Linked DNA regions of Triticum aestivum: region 2 is linked to region 1. A link is a contact called in public Hi-C data. All regions are on one chromosome and are shown on one strand. The core of a region is the stretch at or near the end of the contact, and the rest is flanking DNA. Distances in the headings are between cores, read along the strand shown.

The links. A called contact is a pair of places that touch in the nucleus more often than the background predicts.
Region 2: a contact with region 1 is called in a Hi-C map of root, with 7 times the contacts expected there. The contact joins two enhancer-like sites. A contact is called at or near these places in 3 of 5 Hi-C or Micro-C datasets (leaf and root).

The regions. Positions count from the first base shown.
Region 1 is chr7B:694,860,042-694,864,965 of IWGSC CS RefSeq v2.1, forward strand. No RefSeq gene overlaps it. Among protein-coding and RNA genes, the nearest start is that of LOC123162964, 12 kb to the left of the region's middle. Within about 2 kb of position 2,675, at least 2 of the 8 cell types and tissues checked have an H3K27ac peak or open chromatin away from gene starts, as enhancers often do. A contact at or near this core is called in root, where this site is marked.
Region 2 is chr7B:694,996,285-695,001,208 of IWGSC CS RefSeq v2.1, forward strand. No RefSeq gene overlaps it. Among protein-coding and RNA genes, the nearest start is that of TRNAS-AGA, 80 kb to the right of the region's middle. Within about 2 kb of position 3,002, at least 2 of the 8 cell types and tissues checked have an H3K27ac peak or open chromatin away from gene starts, as enhancers often do. A contact at or near this core is called in root, where this site is marked.

The DNA of each region.
Region 1 (4,924 bases), core at 1,425-3,924:
ACAAACAACATATGTACTTCAAACACAACCAAGAAGATCAAACACAAACAAAGTAAAAACCAACAATAAAAAATAGTTCAATTTTATTATTACAACTCAAACAAATAGTTTATCTTGCAATAGAACAAATAGTTCAACAATACAACATCAAACATACAACATCAAAGAAAAAAAAATCATGCTCTTTGTCGGCCGTTCCAATGCCCACCACTCCTCAATGAGATCCTTCTGAAGATCATCATGCGTTTCGGCATGTCGAATTACATGATAGGAGGCAACAAAACGGGCCACCCTGGCAGCCCTCCGTCGTACTCGCATGGGATGTCCTAAGAGCTCATACTGAGAGTAGTCTAAATCTTGACTATGCTCATTCTCGATGATCATGTTGTGCATGATCACACAAGCGTGCATGATGTATCAAAGCATCTTTTTGATCCCAAAATCTAGCCGATCCTCTCACAATGGCAAATTGGGCGGCTTGCAAAATTCCAGAAGCTCTCTCCACATCTTTCCTAGCCGCCGCCTGACCATTGTGGAAATCATGATTTTTTTACCTTCCGGTTTTCTAACGGCTTCATAAATGTTTGCCACTTTGGGTAGATGCCATTCGCAAGATAGTAGCCATAGTTGTATGTATGGTCATTTGCTACAAACTGCACCGGTGGTAGTTCGCCATTTGCAATTTTATTCATCTGTGCTGACCGATTAACAACGTTAATGTTATTCAAAGATCCAGACATTCAAAAAAAAGCATGCCAAATCCAAGTCTCTTGATCGGCCACCGCTTCAAGGATTATAGCGGAACCCTTTTTTTGGCTGTGGAATTGACCATGACATGCCTTAGGACAGTACTTCCAACTCCAATGCATGCAATTTATTGAGCCAAGCATACTTGGAAACCCGCAAGCTTTGTTCATTTGCAAAAGCCTTGCACAGTCTTCAACATTGGGAGATCTTAAATACTCCGTACCAAACACTTACACAATTCCGTCTGTTAAGCGCTTGACACACATGATGGCTTGACTCTTACCCATGGCCAAGTGATCATCAACTAGATCATCCGGAATACTGTATGGCAACATACGCAAAACGGTTGTCACCTTTTGAAAGGTGCTATGCCCGAGCTCTCTGGCGGCATTCATCCTTTGCTGAAAAAACTGATCATGGCTTGCTAATTTCTCTGCAATGGGCCTGAACAACTCGGTGCTCATCCTAAACCAGCGCATGAAGTACGACTCGGGGTACACGGGATTATCCACAAAATAGTGCCTTGTCAATCTGTTGTCGGCATCGATCCCATCCCTCCAAATTTTCTGCCGACCCATAACCGAACCACCACGCTTCGTTTTTTTATATTAATGTGCATAGCTAGGATCATTGCAAGGTCCTCCTCCTCTCCAATATCAAATCCTTCTTCCGAAGAATCATATGACAAACTCATCTACCATGTTGAATTTAAACTAGTCTTTAAAAACTACAAACAACATGCACCAAATTCATGTAAAAATGTGAAGTTGAAGCAATACATACCTCGCAAGCGTTTTGTCGAACACCTTGTGGGTCCCGAGCGGCAGTGGGCGGCCGGCCGCTGTTCGTCGGAGGAATGGCGCTGTGATGTTCGTTGGAGGAATGGCGCGTGCGAGGGGCGGCGGTGACTAGAGGGAGACGGAGGAAGCAGCAGCAGCGACTAGAGGGAGACGGAGGAAGCGCCGGAATGGTGCGGCCGGTGGCGCCAGTGATTTGATTGGGGTAGGTGGAAGTCGTGAGCGGGCGCTCGAGTGTGCAGCGCGCGGGAGCGGGCACAGCAAATAAACGGCACGCGATGCCGTTCCGACCGACGCGCTAAACTACTTATGTCACGCACACAGTTTTAACGCCTCCGCTGGAGTTCTCAGAATGTTGCGCGCGCGTAAAAAATCTAAAATTTTCAGCGTGGCACTTATATAGCGCGGCTGTTGGAGATGCTCTTATGAAGGGACTTGGCATGCATCATGCATGGCAAAATTCTATCAATTCATCCTTGCGAGAGACCTGCTCTTGAGTAGTAGTCCAAAGGCCACAAACACGTCAGTTTCTGTCTTGGACAAACTTTCTGCACTATCACTACACAACTAGCCGTCCTTCTTAATCCTGACGAATTCAGTATTCTAGCTAAGAACTGTACATATATATTTATGTGCATGGAGCATAAAGTAATCTCCGCGCGCAGATTATGATATAAGTTAAGTTGTACGGAAACTATACTAGTAGTAGTTGCTCTTCTAGCAGCATGTGCGTGAAGTGCTAGCGGCGTGTCGTGAGAATCACAAGCTTCACGCGCTCAGAGATGGAGTGCACATGCCGGGAAAGGGCTTAATTAACATGTGTATCTCGTGCTCCTGGGTCATGGCCAGGCTATCTGGCTAGCCTTTAGAGCAGAGCCGTACTGATCGAGTTGATTATGTCCGCTTGCTGGTAGTGCTCACTGCTCAGTATGAGTACTTCATTTGTAAAAAAAGAATGAGAACAGAGGGAAAGAAGCCCCCTGTCTTATTCTTATAGGAGAATGAGGAGACTCGAACCCAGACTGGCAACAGCAATCTTTGTGATGTCCGCCACTCCATCTAGGAGAGCTCCTCTGAGTACTTCATTTGTTATTTGCAAAGCAAACGACCGACGGGCAGATGATTCGGTCGCGATCGCATACGTAAGTTGCTCTGTATAATTTAACTGGCCGGGGAACAGAGTATACATTTCTGTGGCCGGTTGGCAACAGAGACACGCACAGAAAATACTCTGTGTAAGCTGAGCTGAGCAGAGAGGAATGCAAACAGATTAACTAATTCGCTGTTAATATAAAATTACACCGGCGGCTGACCTAGGCGGGCGCCGCCGCTGGCGGCGAAAACTATGTGTGTTTGATACATCATACATGAATCTGCCTGGAGGTTCAACACCGGTGTCTGTGTGAAGGCACGCCTGGATGCCTCGGCTGCTATCCATGATCCAACTCCGGCCTTCTCCCTGCTGCGTACGGCGTCATGACCGTCACTTTCGTATTGATGGGTCCGGCCCGTTGATACATACTGTATACGCCCACGGCATGCAAGGGTCGGATCGGCAATCTCCACAGCTAGCCGTCATCACGTAGTAGTAGTGCATGCTTTCTGCCGTTTCTTTCTCCCACGTTGCTGTCCACCGCGCGCACTATCTTGGCCTGACAGACCCTCACACAGTTTCTATGAGGCTGTTTGGTTCCCAGCCACAGTTTGCCAAGCCAAAATTTGGCAGCCACAGTTTGTCAAGCATGTGTTTAGTTCTTGCCACACTTTGGCTTGCCACACTTTTTGCCCTATGGCCCACTTGTCAAAGAGATAATTTTTTTACCAAGTTTTGCCAAAGTTTGACGTCTAATTTCTTAGCCACACTTGTGTGACTTGTCATACTTATGTGGCTAGCCACACTTTGGCTTGACCACGCTAGTCTCCAACCAAACAGACCCTATATCCGCATCCCAAAGAAGTCATGCGAGGATCTCGCACGAGATTCTTCACTACTCCAGTACGTCTAGGGGCATACTTACTTTTGGGAATCAGCCATAGCAAAGCACTACCACTCGACTGGGTTTGTTTGACTAGACGCATACTTTTTACCATCACGTGCTTAATTAGTTGATCCACTCGATTTCGTAATTGACCCAGTCGATCCATACCAACTAATTACCTTGTTTTGGACTAACGCGAGCTAGGAAACCAACATGGGTATGTACGTACTCCCTTCGTCCCGTAATTCTTGTTGCAACGATATTTTTTCAAAAAAGTCCTTCAGGTTTATCCGACCGAACCCGCGGTCCAGTCGTCTCCTCCACTGCTCAGCTCCACCGCACAGCTCCCCCGGGACGCCGGCGACGTCGCGTAGCTCGATCACACCGCGCCGCAGCGCTGCTCCACCGCAACCCCAGGTGGATCCACCTCTACCCGCGCAGCTCCACCGCTCCCCCGCGCAACTCCACCGCTCCCCTTTCCCGCATCCCTAAATTTCCAAGCTTTTCCCCATCCCCTTTCGCAAATTCGGCACTTGCTGGCCGTCGATTTGCCGCCCCCACCACAAATCCTGGACACCGTTGAGAGGGGAGAGCATGAGCAGAAAAAGGTCACCGGCTCCCAGTGACGGATCCAGGAATTCAACTTCGGGTGTTCAATTTTTTTGTCCTAGCAGAGAGGTAATTTTTTTCTCCTAACATTTGTTTTCACTGCGTTTGGACGCCATGTATCCTGCCCGGCTTATCCATGCTCCCAACTGCGCTGGGTTCTTGTACCATCCCGATTGGCGGCAACGCTTTTCTCAAGGCCCCGGTTGCTTCAGCCATGGTGCACTACTCCTATACTCTTGTGGCCACTACTGTGTATAGGTCGCTTTGACCTATGAGTCAAGGAATGGACCAGGAATTATAGTGTATCGATGAGTACGGCCTAATGGGCTACTTGGGATGCAGAGAGACGACCAGCCTGATGGACTTTTACTAGTTTGAGGTTTGATCTCGATTTGGACGAGGAAATACTACTTATGCAGCTCCAAAAATAACACAAGTGATACATGTGTCCACTCTATACTCTATATACGAAAAAATTTGTAGAAAATTTTGGGTGTACAACTATACACCCAAGACCCTATGTGGATCCGCCCCCGCCGGCTCCTGCCTAGAGGGACCAGAAGAGTGGCAGCGGGCGGTGGCGATGCACGGCGCGGTCAGGGTCAACCACAACATGCTGCTGCGGGTCACTGGAGAGGCGTCCTCGGCGGAGCTCGTCGGCGTCTTGTATGCCAAGGCGTCGAAGCCGACCAACGCGTCCACCGCCTCGTGTCCTGGAGCGGGCGGCCACAACTACAAGGGCGCCTCCGCGTCCGCTGTGCTGGCCCGCCTGGCTGGCGGCAACAGTTGGCA
Region 2 (4,924 bases), core at 1,752-4,251, 140 kb after region 1:
GAATTGCAGAAATGATTTGGTTTCTAACAGAACAACAAACATTCACTTTTTGCAGGTTATCTTCAGGGCAACTGGGTTGATCCGATGTGGTCGCTACTCACTCCGACGGAGGCTAGGGAGTGTTTGGTTACTACGTCTACCCGATGAGAGATGATAGCTCGTGATATTTTCAAACGGTTTGGATGGCGGTCATGTATTAGGATAGGCATGTAGTCCTCCTATTTTTATTTGCCAGCCGATTGTGGCTCTGCCTTTTGTGTTTAGCTCTTGTGAGCATGTGTTTACTTCCTGTTTCGAGACTTGGAGACTGTTGTTGAATTCTTTTTTATTAATAACATGAGCCGTATGCATCTTCTGATGCAGAGGCTATGGTAAACCCCCTTTTCGAAGAAAAAAAGGCATCTCTAGCCAATCTCCTAAAATTGGTTAGAGAGCAATTCACTTTACTTCTTTAACCAACATCTCAGCCCCGAGGAAGGGATTGCTATTACTTCTATCAAGCGTGCACAGAATAGGCCCAACCATGAGCTGGCGAGATATGGCCGTGTTACACCATGAACTTGCGTATGGCTGGGTGCTAGTACTGATGAAGTTGTAACACTGTGTACGAGCAATTTTGCACGACCGTGAGTAATACGATATCTCTTTCCCCCGCCAAAAAAAACTAATTAAGCATGTGATTAATCGCGTTCGTTCATAAAAAGCACTGGAGGAATACTGAAGAATCTCATGCGAGATCCTTGCTTTGTTTCTTGACTAATTTGGGATGCTGTCTGAGCGCCCGGTGAGGCAAATCTAGTGCGTGCGCTGGACAGGACAGGAACGTGGGAGAAAGAAATGGCATGGAGGGGTCCCGTTAGACTAAACCCGGAAGACCTCCCCCCCCCCCCCCCCCCCCCGGCCCTCGCGTCGCCCCCCTAGGCGACTAGGGTTCCGCGGCCGCCGCCACCCCCCTCCACTCCCTTCTTCCCCTCGCCGCTACCGGAGACGGCCGCCGGGAAGCCTGCGCGGGCGCCGGTGAAGGTGGCGGCGAGGATCTCGGCGCTCCATCCCCTCTCGGAGGCCTGCGGTTCCTGGGGCGGCGGCCCCAACCGGAGAGGCGGCGTCGCCGGGCGGTGGGCGGCGTTCGCAGGGGTGCTGGCCAGTGTGCCTGGCCGCGCGGGCGGCGGGTGGCTGGTGGAATCCGGCCGCGGCGCGAAGATTCTTCGTCAGATTTGGAGGTTCGAAATCCCTTCCCGGCTACCTCTCTCTCGCCGTCGGCGGTGGCTTGTGATTTGCTCTCTGGCCCTGGCGTTGGTGCGAGTTGGTGGCCAGCTAGGGGACCGGGGGAAACCTTGGCCGGTCCGGCCGGTCCGGCGGCGGCAACGCCCAAGGGCGCTGCTTTCCTCCATGGGGGCGCGGCCGAGGTCCCCTGTTTCCACCCCGACCCACCCTGCCCGGGTGAAAACCTTATATCCTCTCGGATTTGGCGGCGGCGGCGCCTTGCGCGCCGTGACCTTGCTGGAGGCGCCGTTAGGGAGGCGGGATGCGGTCGGGAGGCGCTGCAGGTGAGGGACGGAGCTGCCTCCTCTTCATCGTCCGATTCCACGAAGCGTATTTCCACCTAGCTGGGCATGGACCGTGGCGGAGCGGCCGGCTAGGGATATCCCAAATTGAAGTGGCCACACTATGTCCACCTTCCGATGTGAGGGCGGCATTCTTCGAGCTCTAGGGTGAGCTCCTCGAAACCCCGACGGTGCGGCGCCTACGAGCCATGGCGAGGGGGTAGGGTCCCTCTTCGGTGATTGAGATGGAAGATGTTGTTCCCCTTCTTCTCTAGGTGTTCCTGGAGCATGGCCATCTTTGAAGGTCGGATATGCCCTGCTTTGCTGCTCTGCTTTTCCTCATATGATCCTAGTGTGGAGTGCTCGGCCTTTGCAAGTTGTAATCTTAATTTCCTTTGCATTAGCTGCTTGTGGAGGTTGTAGTTAGCGTTTCAGTCCAGTGTTCCCATTGTATCCTTCTGACCGCTGTAATTTGGTTGTTTGCTGTAACTCCTGGCCGGCTGATGGCTTTGTTAATTCAAAGCCGGGCTCCTCGCGAGCCTTCGTTCTAAAAAAAAGAAATGGCACGGAGCATGCATGAACATGACCTGTATATATACTACTCCCTCTGTATCAAATTATTTATAGCTGGGAGAACTTGTATTAGTTTTCCCAGCTACAATTATTTCGACACAGAGGTAGTATGTGCCGGCTAGCTGTGCAAATTGCGGATCCGAGCTTTTGCATGCCGTGGGCGAATGTATCACCAAACCATGTGCCCGGCTCCGGCGATGGAGGGCGATGACGGCGGCGCGCCTTCGGCTTGCTTCAGTGCTTGTAGTCGTCTAGGTGGTCTATGATTCTGGATGTAATTTTTATTTCTGGTATTCATTGTACTGCCATTATTGAAGATGAATTGATTGGAAGTTTTTTCGAAAAAAAGTCTCACCGGATTACTAATCGGCCTGGCGCGCGTGCGGAGACCGAAAGAGACGGTCGGGACTCGGGACGCCGTACGCAGCAACGAGAAGCCCCGAGATGGGTGGCAGCCGAGCCATGCATGGAGCCCCGTACCGACACCACGTCGTTTTCACCGCGGCGGCGGCGCCCGCCTTGGTCAGACGCCGGGATAATTATTGTTCTTACAAAACCGCTAATTAGTTACTTAATCTGTCTGCATTGCTATCTGCTCAGCTTACGCAGCTGTTTCGTGCGTACGTGACTGGATAATTAACATAGTTGTACATTACGTGACTGGATAATCAACAGATAATAATGTTGTTTACGTGTCCGGCTGTCGGTCCTCTGCTTCGCAAAATAATTAACTCCAATAGAGTACTGACTAGCTACCAGCAATGCGGGCATTCCCGGGCGCCCCATATCCGTCTTATATTTGGGCTGGATATGAGGGGTGTCCGTCAACCCGGACGTTTGGGGCCCATTTAAGGAGCCCCTTTGCGTTGAAAATCGTGACCGGTCAATAACCGGGCGGTTCGTCCGAGTGTATGAGGTGAATTTGAGGTGCTCGGCTGTAGATGCTCTAACTGATCGAATGTTCGATGTTCATGATGCATGCCAAGTCTCTCCAGAAGCAAGAATTGTAAAATTCAAACGAACTTAGTTCAGCATGGACGGTTGACTTTTCGTGCAGACTTTTTCATACATACTCTGGGTCGGTTTCAACGGTACGCAGCTGCTAGTGACCCCTTGAGAGTTGAGTGCTAGGAGGTACTACCTCCATCCGGAAATACTTGTCATCAAAATGGATAAAAGAAGATGTATCTAGATGTATTTTAGTTTGAGATATATCACCTTTTACCTATTTTGATGACAAGTATTTTCGGACGGATGGAGTACATGCAGTAGCCTCTTCCACGGGTCAACGCCAGGACATGGCTGGAAGGTGGAATCGGCTTTCTCATGGGTTTGGCCACTTGCACGATGACTTTCTTACGTTTCCTTACTTGCCGTGCCCATGCATGCAGATGCAGGTCATGGCGGCACTAATCGATTGCAACACGTTTGATTTGGGACTAGCTTGAAGGTCGACTAATTTTAAATGTCAACGGCGTTCATCTAAAGCAGTAGAAAATCGCAAACACGAAAGACAGCCGGAGATGCAGTTGCTGCCTGCACGCAGAACTCGATGGGGTCGGATGGGGGCATGCGGCCGGTGACGTCGCCTCGCTGGTGGTGGAGTGGGACTTTTTTTTTTTCGGGGCTTGGCCATTGCCTGCCGGCAGCCTTGTGGAGTCCACTTCTCACGATCCGGTGGCCGACCGGCGACTTGTCGCGGACCTTGACCCGTGCGAATCCATGTTCTACTAATTTGCCAATCTTTCGTGTGCGAGATTCATGCATGCAAGTGTTAAATGAGTCACTAATTTGCTCGTGGTGGTCTCCCTCAGGGGCGAATCTACGTAAGAGGTTGTGGGGGCGAATGCCCCCACTCGATTTTTTGGCCCATGTATACCAGGCCTAATATGCATATCGTTGCCCCCGCTCAGCCCAGGCTATTTGCCCCCACTCCTTAATTTTTCGGTTATGTAAAGCCCATCCGCCCATGTGTGAGTTGCAGCCCATGTAGAAAGAATACGAAGCAGGCAGATGCATACGGGCAGTTGCTTGCCAAATCGCTAGAAACCTATGCGCCGCCGCCTGGCTCCTGACTAATCTGCTGCTCATGCATGCGACCGCCGTGGCAAGCCGAAGCTGTCGACGCCTGTAACTCTAAGCTACCTACAGGCCGTCCCTCCGACTGTGAACCTTGATCTGCACCATGCACTCCGGCTGACCGGCCGGGTCGCCGTCCCTAAGGAAAAACAATACGTGCGCCGCTCATCAATCTTTCAATCAAGGTAAGCCCTAGGTTCAGTTCTCATTTTTATCTTCTAATTTCCATATTTTCAGTCTATTCTGATTCCAGGTTTAAAAGGTACAAATTGGTAATTAGGTTGATTGAATCTTGCTATATGTAATAATTTCATATGAATAAGTTTGAGCACATGGGAGCAGAATAAAAACTCTGGACTACAGTAATATTATGTCTTCATGTACTTCAATTTATTTAGAAAGCTAATGAACAGATTTTTTTGGAAAATCCGCAACTGGTAGTAGGCTTACAACACTCAATCTGAACAAGCTAATTACCATCCATCTAAAAGGAAGATAGTAGATTTTAATATCGATTATCTTAACGGAAGGTAGTGTGCTCAAGCTTATATTTTTAGCAATCTACGTTTACATTCTCTCTTTACATTTAAACACTTCTATTTTTCCTGCAGCGTGAAGGCTAGAATTCACGGACGTACCAACAAAAAGGAACGGCATATTCATATTTCTCAAGTTACGGTACCTAAAGTGGTTAGCTTACTTTTATTTTGGCAATGATTTTTTTCATT